Linked DNA regions of Mus musculus: regions 2 and 3 are each linked to region 1. A link is a contact called in public HiChIP or PLAC-seq data. All regions are on one chromosome and are shown on one strand. Each heading gives the region's core, a stretch centred on a gene start, on an enhancer-like site or on the middle of the called end of the contact. The rest is flanking DNA. Distances are from core to core; before and after follow the strand shown.

What was found. HiChIP or PLAC-seq counts read pairs in DNA pulled down with a chosen protein or histone mark.
Region 2: an H3K27ac HiChIP or PLAC-seq map of embryonic stem cells shows a contact between it and region 1, with 5 times the contacts expected there. The contact joins the promoter of Ldhc here to the promoter of Spty2d1 in region 1. A contact is called at or near these places in 1 of 39 promoter capture datasets (stem cell-derived epiblast-like cells), 14 of 484 Hi-C or Micro-C datasets (CD8 T cells, the HL-1 cell line, LSK cells and 7 more), 3 of 115 datasets of contacts at active chromatin or transcription factors (bone marrow-derived macrophages and embryonic stem cells) and 3 of 9 other capture datasets (adipose tissue, embryonic stem cells and liver).
Region 3: a contact with region 1 is called in an H3K4me3 HiChIP or PLAC-seq map of bone marrow-derived macrophages, with 4 times the contacts expected there. The contact joins the enhancer-like site here to the promoter of Spty2d1 in region 1. A contact is called at or near these places in 2 of 39 promoter capture datasets (macrophages and neural stem cells), 4 of 15 datasets of contacts at CTCF or cohesin (CD8 T cells, the NIH/3T3 cell line, embryonic stem cells and 1 more), 23 of 484 Hi-C or Micro-C datasets (B cells, the C2C12 cell line, the G1E-ER4 cell line and 15 more), 43 of 115 datasets of contacts at active chromatin or transcription factors (CD8 T cells, DN3 thymocytes, the HPC-7 cell line and 26 more) and 4 of 9 other capture datasets (adipose tissue, liver, macrophages and 1 more).

The regions. Positions count from the first base shown.
Region 1 is chr7:47,006,844-47,010,388 of GRCm38.p6, reverse strand. Spty2d1 (SPT2 chromatin protein domain containing 1) reads left to right here and starts at 1,975. Exons shown (of 6, transcript NM_175318.4): 1 at 1,975-2,314. The coding sequence starts at 2,255. Gm32031 (predicted gene, 32031) reads right to left here and starts at 1,835. Exons shown (of 2, transcript NR_166573.1): 1 at 1,796-1,835; 2 at 1,381-1,665.
Region 2 is chr7:46,859,996-46,863,282 of GRCm38.p6, reverse strand. It overlaps Ldhc (lactate dehydrogenase C), which reads right to left and starts at 2,020. Exons shown (of 8, transcript NM_013580.4): 1 at 1,982-2,020; 2 at 1,388-1,520. The coding sequence starts at 1,513. Gm39011 (a long non-coding RNA gene) reads left to right here and starts at 2,039. Exons shown (of 3, transcript XR_882073.3): 1 at 2,039-2,119.
Region 3 is chr7:47,156,194-47,159,407 of GRCm38.p6, reverse strand. No RefSeq gene overlaps it. Among named protein-coding and RNA genes, the nearest start is that of Ptpn5, 25 kb to the right of the region's middle. Within about 2 kb of position 1,462, at least 32 of the 459 cell types and tissues checked have an H3K27ac peak or open chromatin away from gene starts, as enhancers often do. A contact at or near this core is called in bone marrow-derived macrophages, granulocyte-monocyte progenitors, pre-B cells and 1 more, where this site is marked.

The DNA.
Region 1 (3,545 bases), core at 726-3,225:
GGCTCACCTGTGATCCAGATCTTGAAGCTGGAAGACACAAGTTTCTGACCTGGATCTTGGCAAGGAAATTTCTGAGTTCAAGGTCAGCCTGGGGCAAAGCAAGTCCCAGATCCAGGCTTGGTGGTACACACACACCTTTAATCTGGGCCACACCTTACGTTGGACCACACCTTATGCAAGGCCACACCTTATGCTGGAGCCTATATAAGGACACTGGAAGAAGGAAGAATCACTTTTTTTTTTGCCTTAACTTACTTGCTAGGAGATCTGTTGGAACTTCCACAGAAGACCAGCCAAGACGACTAGCCTTGTGGGACTAAGTACTAGATTCTTGGACTTCCCATTCATAGTTGGCCATCGTTGGACTACAAACTGTAAATAATCACAATAAATTCCCTCACTATAGAGACATTTCATAAGTTCTGTGACTCTAAAGAACCCTGACTAATACAGATAGGGGTTCTGCCATTCCCTTACTCCTGACTGAATTACCACAAGCAGCGGCAGTAATTTAACATTAGCTACTGTGCATGTTCTCTCTCTCTCTCTCTCTCTCTCTCTCTCTCTGACACACACGCATGCGTGTGCGCGCGCACACACACACACACACACACACACACACGCACACACACATATACGCATGCTCATTACTACTATATAGTTACTGACAGTTTCATGGGTACACATTTACAGCAGCTCAGATGAGCTAATTTAACATGGAAGAGACATGCCCTGTTTAGTAGTGCACAACTAAGTTCTGGTATTCTATGGAGCCCTTACTAATATACAGGCAAAAACACTCACACACAAAAATGTATATACGTATGTATTAAAAAGCATCTATAAGTACAAAAAAAGTATCTATAAAAGGAATATTATGTTGAGTTAGGGGCGGGTTCTTAAGATATCTGAGGCTGAGGAAGAGAAAAATTTCTACACTGCCAGCCAGTGATGGTGCATGCCTTTAATCCTTGCACTTGGGAAGCAGAGGCGGGTGGAACTCTGTGAGTGTGAGGCTAGCCTAGTCAACAGAGTAATTTCAGTACAGCCAGAGCTACACAGACAAACCTTGTCTAGGAAAGGAAAGGAAAGGAAAGGAAAGGAAAGGAAAGGAAAGGAAAGGAAAGGAAAGGAAAGGAAATTTAAAATTCTAGGGGGAAGGCAGGCTTCATCTTGGTCTTTTACTCAGCCTGAAGTGGAGCCATTCCAATACAGGCGCTCACATCATCACAGAATAAGGTCTATTGTATACACTCACCCTTTCAGCTGTACAAAAAATAGTAAATAATGCAGCCACCCCCACAGTCCAGTTTAGGGGTATTTCCATCACACCAAACCGGTCCGTAGCCCATTCCCACCCCCAGACTCAGGTATACCTAGTTATTCACGTCTACTTTATTGAGTCGAAATGACCAAATTCAAGATAACGCAAAAGAAAGTCAGGCTAGACTCCCAATGAATGCACTATATTCTGCAGTGCGTCAGAGTCAAGTTCTGCTTGGCATGTGACGAAGGTCTTCGCTCTTTCCCTAGGTTTTTAAAAGAACATCAGGTGCCTCCAGGAGATAACTGGCGTCCCAGGGACAGGATTCTTGTGCGCATGCGTAGCTTCGGGGCTCCAGCGAAACGAAACCGAGATCCCTTGCTCCAGACCTGTCGCACCAGCTGTTGGAATACCGTCATTTGGAATCTGTACATCCACGCGTGACACCTACAGAGCCCAGCTCTAGAAGGGGGTCGGGTCTCTCTTCTTCTCCACCCCCCCCCCTCCCACCCCACCCTCCCCGGATCTCACACTGAAACCCTCTCTCGCCGCGAAGATCCTCGGGCTGACCGCTCTCCCCGCCCCCTTTAGCCACACCCCTAAACTGCCATTTTGCGTCTGATTGGCTAGTAAAAGCCTCAGTCCCACCCATTTGAGCCAACGCCAACGGCCACGTACCCGTTTTCCGTGTCTTATCTCCGAAAGCGGAAGTTGCGCAAATACTTGCGAGCGCTGCGGAGGCGCTGAGCGTGTGTGTGTGAGTGTGTGTGTGTATGTGTGTATACATACACACACATACTTCGTATTCGGCGGCAGCGCGGGGGCGGTACACGGCATTAGAAGGCGCCGGAAGTGTCGGTGTCGAGGGGCGGCGAGAGAAGGGCCACCAAGGCAAGCCAGTCAGTAGCGCTTAGGCTCAGCGAGAGGCAAGACTCGCATCCACCGCGTCCCGAGTCCCCGGCCCAGCCGGGCTTTTCTCTTCGGCCAGACATGGACTTCAGGGAAATCCTCTTGATCGCTTCCAAAGGACAAGGTGTCAACCACGTACCGGTGAGTCCCCGGGGTTGCTGTAGGAAACCCGGGCGTCAAGTTCGTGTGTGGTGGGTGGAACTTCTCGGGGAGCGTCTGTCGGCCTCGGGAAAGCCTGAACTACGCACGCCCTCTTCTGGAGTTTTAGCGGAGGTGTGGGTACACGGGAGCTGGGGATGGAAAAGGGAGCGCTTTCTTGGGGTCGCTTTCGCCAGCTCCTGTGCCCTGAAAAGTAGGCTTTGCGGCTTTCGGTGTTTTTAAGAGTTGCGCAAAGTCGGGGGGGATAAGCCGCGCCTGACTGAATACTGTGTAGCATTAGTAGCGCCTGGCGTCGAATAAACTTCAGCCCCTAAATTGAGGACCAGTATAGTCAGGAAACTCGGGGACTTTTAAGAACTTTAAGGACTTGTCCTGATAGCCTTTGGGTCTTTTAGCGGGTCGAATACGGATTTCCAGGTGAACGTTTTGTGATTTCTTGAAAGCGTTCTCCGGTTCGTGGCCCCACCCACTGAACCAAAGATGGTATCACCTGCCAAGGAGGTATCTTCTGTTGGAAAGAGTTCAGGGCTTTGCAGGAAATCCATAGCCAACTGTGAGGTGATCATGTGGGCTGCGGGTGTGCTGGTAGACCTTTTATTTGCCGTATGTCCCTTGGATCTATCGGTTCCCTGTGCGAACGGATTGGGCAAAGCCTTTTTCAGCTTTCATTTCCTAGTGGGCTTCCAGATTTTTAGGTTCCGTTTGCTCAGTAAATGTGTGAGTTTGATAGTATTTTCAGAGGTAAATACTGAAGTGGTCCCACATCTGCTTTCTGGGGTTATAGCTGTTTTGCATAAACTACTCATTTCTGGATCACCAGAAGGTACCCACAGAACAGCTGTAAACCGATATATCGCAATGTGATACCCGAGATTTAATCTGTGAAGTGTCCAACTTAAAAGAACCTTCTAGAGTCAATCAGTTGGAATTTGCGATCTCACTTGGATTCTGCATTTCCTAATTTTGTATGTTGCAGTATTTTTTCCTATCTTGTCACTTCCTGTCAAATCCAGCCTATTTTTTAACCCTTGAGTATATCTACCTAAATTAATGAGTAAACGTAGTTATATTTGTATGCATGCACACACACACACACACACACACACATATATGTCCCACCCTGATAATAATCACTCAATAAGATTCTGCTAAGCCACATCTCATCAGCCTTGCAGGTTTTGCTGTGGGCACAAGCCTTTATGCATTTGTACTT
Region 2 (3,287 bases), core at 771-3,270, 150 kb after region 1:
TGTGTTTGTGTGTGTGTATGTGTGCAGTCATTCATGCTTCGTGGTGAACATGCCACAGCATAGGTACCAACGTCAGGGGTTGAGCCACCTCGGGAAGGCTCTTCCCTTCCACATTGCTTGTATATAATCCAAGGCCTCTATTTTTATTTCTGTGGCATACATCAGGCTAGCAGGCACAGGAACTTTCAGCGTCTCCTGACTCCACTTCCTACCCACCTCCAGGTGTGCTGGGACCACAGAGCTACACAGGAGCATGTCCAGCTTTCTGTGGAGACTAGGGCTTCAATCTCAGATCCTCCCTCACACTTGTGTGGCAAGTGCTGTGCACACTAAACCATCTCCCCGGCTTGATGGTCTGCTTTTTGTCTGGTCATAGCAAAAAAAAAAAAAAAAAGAACCTACCTCCTGTGGCCAGGTGGGATGGGGTTAGGCAGCACGGCCCGCCTAAGATGCAGAGTGGAACTTGGAAGCTGTCTCCCCAGACTTTCATCCTCTTCCTCCCTGTTCCCCTTTCTCCTTTCCCCTTCAGCCTCCCCCACCTCCACTTTTGGGTTCTGAAATTGAGCTGGCTCAGCTTCCTACCTTCCTCTGCAAGTTTCCAATCAGGATCTGAGAGTGTCTGCGCTCAGCTGGCCAGGGTTGGAATCCCAGAATTCAGGCAAACTGCTCAGCTAGAATCACACTGCAAACCACCATGCCTGCCTGCCTGCCTGTCTCTGTCTCTGTCTCAATCTCTGTCTCTGTCTCTCTTTGTCTCTATCTCTGTCTGTGTCTCTGTGTCTATTTCTATTTCTGTCTCTATCTGTCTCTGGCACTATCTGTCTGCCTTTGTCTTTGTCTGTTTCTGTCTCTCTGTCTCCTCTGTGTGTCTCTTTGTTTCTGTCTCTATCTCTGACTCTCTGTCTCTGTCTCAATCTCTGTCTCTCTCTGTCTCCCTTTGTCTCTATCTCTGACTCTCTCTCTGTCTCTATCTCTCTGATTCTCTGTCTCTATGTCTCTGTCTGTCTCTATCTCTGACTCTGTCTCTGTATCTCTCTGCCTCTCTGTCTCTCCTCTCCCTGCTCTTCTTTCTCTCCCTCTCTTAACATTTCCTTTCTCCCTCCTTCTACCCTTCCCTCCACTCCCCTCCCCTGCCCTGCCCTTCTCTCCTCTCCTCTCTGAATTCTGGCCAAGAATTTCACATAGTCCAGCCCAGCCTCAAAGTTATCTGTAGTTGTGGATGATCTTGAACTCCAGACCTTCTTGGCCTCCACTTACCAAGTCCTAAGATGACAGGCCCGTGCCAATGACCACACGTAGCCAACACTTAAAATTTGTCAACACCACAGGTTTTACACGTTTCCATTAATGCTTAATTTCCTGCCAGAAGGCTTTATTGCTTACTTACCTTCAGTAAAATACTAATAGCACACGCCATGCCCACATTTCCAACTCCGACCACAGTAATCTTACACCGGGAAAGTTTATCTTCCGGAACTAGGTTCTGAATCAGCTGCTCCTTGACGGTGGACATGTTGAGCCTGTAGAGTAGAAGGGACCGTCAGTGAATACCTACTCCTGTAGGCAAGACATTAAACAACTTTTTTTTTGGTAGGGAGGAGTGTTAAGGGTTTCACATTGTATCTAAGGCTAGCCAGGAGGTCAATATGTAGTCTAGGCTGGCCTTGAACTCAGCCTCAGCCACTCAAGAGTGCTAGGATTGCAGGCCTGGATCATCCCACCTGTCTAGGAACTCTATGGAGTTCGCAGAGCACAAGGAAGCAAAAGCCTTCTCTAGCTAGAGTGTGGGAGTGAATGAAGCCTCAATGAAGCAAAAGATGACTTCTGGCGACAGGCTCCTCCTCCATTCAGGCTCCTCCTCCCTGCAGGCCCTCCCCCCTACCCCCCCCCCCCCCCCCCAGCTCACAGGCCTACAATGGCTTTCCTTCCCAGGTGAAAGAAGGCACTGGCCACTTCCTCTGGGGAGGCCGAAAACACACACCTTACTGCTGACTCCGCAGCACAGGTAAGAAACCAGGATAACTGTTGGGTCCAGGAGCCAACAGTTATAACGGAAAAGGAACGTCACAAAGTCAACGTCAGCACGCAAGCCCCGCCCACTGCCTGCTCAGGTACCTTGGTGCGTGCACCTGCATGGCCTACCTCAGGTTTTAGGAGACGACTCCAGACGGTTTCCAAGGCCTCTAGTGTAAGATGTAGAAGCCCTGGGACCACACAGAAGATGGCAGCCAGTTTGGCCAGCATCCCTTTAAAGGCCACTTTTCTGCTGGGAGGAAATGCAGAACTTTGAGTTTGAGGAGCATACCTATGGACCCTTTGCCCTTACATCTGTGTGTAGGCATTGAGGGTTGGGGGCATCTGTCTGTTTGCTTGCTTTTGTTTTGTTTTGTTTTGTTTTGCTTTCGAGCCAGGGTTTCTCTGTGTAGCCCTGGCCGTCCTGGAACTCTGTAGACCAGGCTGGTCTCCCAACTCAAGAGATCTACCTGCCTCTGGGATTAAAGGGATTTGCCCCCACCACCTAGCTGTTAGGAGGCTTTTACATCGCTACTGGTCTAGAGAGAAGGCTCCTTCAATAAAAAGCTCCCAATGCAAGCGTGAGGGTTTGACTTGAATCCCCAGAACAAAGGTGTAAGTTGTTACTTAGTCATTAATCCATGTATGGGGGTAGCAGAGACAGCGGCTCCATGGGGCTCCGTAGACAGCCATCTTAGCTTTAATTATGAGTGTCCTTGTCTCAAAAAACAGGGTGGATGACACCTTGGGGCAGGGGAACAATACCTGATAGCATCCTCTGGCCTCCGTGTGTACTAGCTTGCACATGCATGTGTACACACACACACACACACACACACACACACACACACACACTATGTTAGGGTTCTCTAAAGCAGTGGTTCGCAATCTGTGGGTTGCTACCTCTTTGTGTGTGTGTTGGGGGGGGGTGTCACATCAGATATTTACAATTCCTAACAGTGGCAAACTTACAGTTATGAAGTAACAAAATAATATTATGCTCTGCCATTGCTGGAGCAATCTCCACTCTAAAACCAAAACTTCTCGGTCATCAGAACTTAGGTGTCAGGAACAAGAAGCAAAGAATTTCCTGAGGAGTCACTAAGGGTGGTGGGGAATGGAGCCACTCTTTTTTTTCTGCCTCTTCATTCCTGGCTCTGTGGGTCCTGGCTATGGGAGAAAGTGTGCCGTGTATGGGTGCTGATCCAAACACACTCCCTTCTGGAGAGCTCTCCCTAGCCCTCCAGGCTGCTGCCATTTAACCAGTGCTGTGA
Region 3 (3,214 bases), core at 213-2,712, 150 kb before region 1:
ATCAAGAAACAAGAGAACACCAGTCTTGCATCCAACCAGTTCAACACTGTCAGCTCTATACTCAGATCAAGAAAAACCATTGTTCAGGAAAACACAGTCACTCTCCAGAATGAAATAGATTCATTGACAGCAATGTTCCTCCAAAATCCCAGAGGACTGGACAATTAGTACTGGCAAGGATGACGCAGCCACGGTTTTAAATGGGAAATGCTGTCTTTATTCTAACCAGCCAACAATAGTGTGGGGGAGATGCCAAGAAGTTATTAAAGGAGTAAGGCTAAAGGTACACGAGAGTCAGTGGAATGCAATGGAGGTGATTCAGCAGGGGCATCCACCCATTTCTTCAACACGGATTCACAAGGTGTGAAGAAGGGGAGGACGGGGGAATGAAGTAGACTGCAGTAGAAAGGACCAATTATTAAACACTGATTTATTAGTGATTTACTTAATGCACTACTCGTATGGCCTATCTGCTAAGCATGACTTTATTTGCTATTTATAGTGGGTTGGACTAATGTTGCTTGTATTCTAATGCTAATTTGCACCCCCCCAAAACTGTTTGCCCCAAAGAGAGTCCTCACATAAGACATGAAAGAACCCTACCCCAGTTGATTCTGATTGGTAAATAAAGATGCTGCCAGCCAGTAGCTGGGAAGAAGAGACACAGGCGGGGTAAAGGAGAGAAGGAGAGAAGCTGCTATGGAATAGAAGAAGAATGTGCAGGAGAGGAAAAAGGAGAGCCACCACGGGTTAGCTGAGCCATAATAATGTGGACATGTGGGCTGGCCAGTTGGAGCTAAGAGCAGTCCAGATGGAACAGTAAGTAATAACCTGGTTTATTGATAGAAAGGGTGATTCTAACAGCATGGAGGATAGGCAGCTGCCCAGCTATTGTGCTGCCTAAGGCATATTTAAAAATATAAAGGCTGTGTGTTTTTTTCATCCAAGAACATAAATGATCCAAGGTGGGTAGAAACCCCATGACAGGGTTTGTTTTTTGTTGTTGGTTTTGGTTTGTTTGTTGTTTTTTTTTTTTTTAATATTTATTACTACAGGATCAGAATGACCTGGAAAAACAGCTAAAACAATGGGTCGGTGCCCTTCACAACCTGCTGGCAGCCACACCCCTCAGTGTGGTTTTAGAGTATAACATGAGAATACAAACTGGGCCTGGCATTGAAGTCCAGGAGCTTTCAGGAGCTGTCCTGACTTCGGCCCACTGTGACAGTTCCTGTCTTCGACTCTCACTGGTGTCGGAGTACTTATTCCAGAAAGGTTCCCGCGCCAGCCCAGCCCAGTCTGCGGATCACGATCCTCTGTAGTTCCCAGTGGACTCCATTGCCTGCAGTGCTGGTCTCCCTCATCTGTGGCTTGCTTTAGAATTGGCTGGTCACGGATTGTATGGATTGTATGAGCTTCAGTGTCCTCCTAGCCGCTCCATCCGGTTACACTCTGTGCAGTTAACAGCTGCACCAACCCTAGCATTTACTTCCTCATTGCTTCGGTTAGCAGCAGCCACAGTGACAGACCCTCCAGGTGGCTCCCCAAAATGCCCAACAGAATGTGAATGAATGCCCCCCCCCCCTGTGAATGAACGAGGGGGGAACTCTTCATCCAGGAACCAAGGAAAAGGTCAAGAAGCAGACTGGACCAGTGAAGAGCCTCTACCTCCCCCCACTAGATATGTCTTTAACAGTTAACACTGTGATATTTGTTTTTCGGTCTGGCTTATTTTGCTTAATATAATGATTTCCAGCTCCATCTAGTTTCCTGCAAATGTCGTGATTTCGTTCTTCTTTACAAATAATAAATGAAATATGTATGGAAGCAGAAGCGGGTGCTGATTGAAAAGGAAGAAGGAACCCAGAACAGTGGGAGGAAGTACAGTCACAACCTTACAGGGAAAGCTACAGCTTTAAGTCATTCAGAGCATAACATAAATAAATACATACATGCATACATACATACATGCATACATGCATACATACATACATACATGCATAGATAGATAGATAGATAGATAGATAGATAGATAGATAGATAGGTAGGTAGATAGACAGACAGACAGACAGACAGACAGACAGACAGATAACAGTAAAATAAGCCAGGTACAGCGTTATACCAACAATCCTAGCACTTGGAAGGCAAAGGCTGGAGCACGTAAGTTCAAGCCCAGCCTGAGCTACATAGTGAATATTACTGCACCAAGTAAAAGGTGTCGAATTCACAGTAAGAAACCTTTCTACAGAGAAAGGCCATGGCCCAGGATGACTTCACTGAGGAATTGCATCAGCATTTAAGGAGCAGAGAAGGCTACTGACTCGAATATATTTCAGGTAATGTAAGAAATGGGAACACTTTCAAATCCATTGTGTGTAATCAGTACTGCCACGATGCCAAAATCAGGAAAAATACAATGAATCCAAACCTCAAAGTCACTAGGAAGGGAGGGAGGAAGAGAGGGAGGGGGAAGGAAGAGAGGGAGGGGGGAAGAAAGAGAGGGAGGAGGGAGGGAGGGAGGGAGAAAAGGGGAAGGGAAGAAGGGAGGGAGGGAGGGGAGGGGAATGGAGGGGAGGGGAGGGAGGGCGGGAAGGAAGGGAGGGAGGAAGAGAGAGAAGGGGAAGGGAGTGAGAGAGGGAGGGAGGGAGGGAGGGAGGGGGGAGGGGAGGGAAGGGAGGGAGGGAGGGGAGGGGAAGGGAGGAAGGGAGGGAAGGAAGAAGGAAGAGAGGGAGGGGGAAGGAAGAGAAGGAGGGAGGAGGGAGAGAGAGAAGGGGGAGGGAGGGAGGGAGGGAGGGAGGGAGGGAGGGAGGGAGGGAGGGGAGGGAGGGGAGGGGAAGGGAGGAAGGGAGGGGAGGGGAAGGGAGGAAGGGAGGGAAGGAAGAAGGAAGAGAGGGAGGGGGAAGGAAGAGAAGGAGGGAGGAGGGAGAGAGAGAAGGGGGGAGGGAGGGAGGGAGGAAGGGAGGGAGGGAGGAGGGAGGGAGGGAGGGAGGTGGGAGAAGGGAGGGAGGGAGGGAGGGAGGGAGGGAGGGAGGGAGGGAGGGAGGTGGGAGAAGGGAGGGAGGGAGGATTCAAATGTTTCTTAAGGCCAGATTGGGCTGATTGTTTACTGTTAATAAGGAAATAGCTCATCTTATCCAGGCTTTCTGACATGTTTACACTTAGGTAAGTCTTTATATTTTTCTAAGATCTTTCACATCAATACCCAAATCTTAAA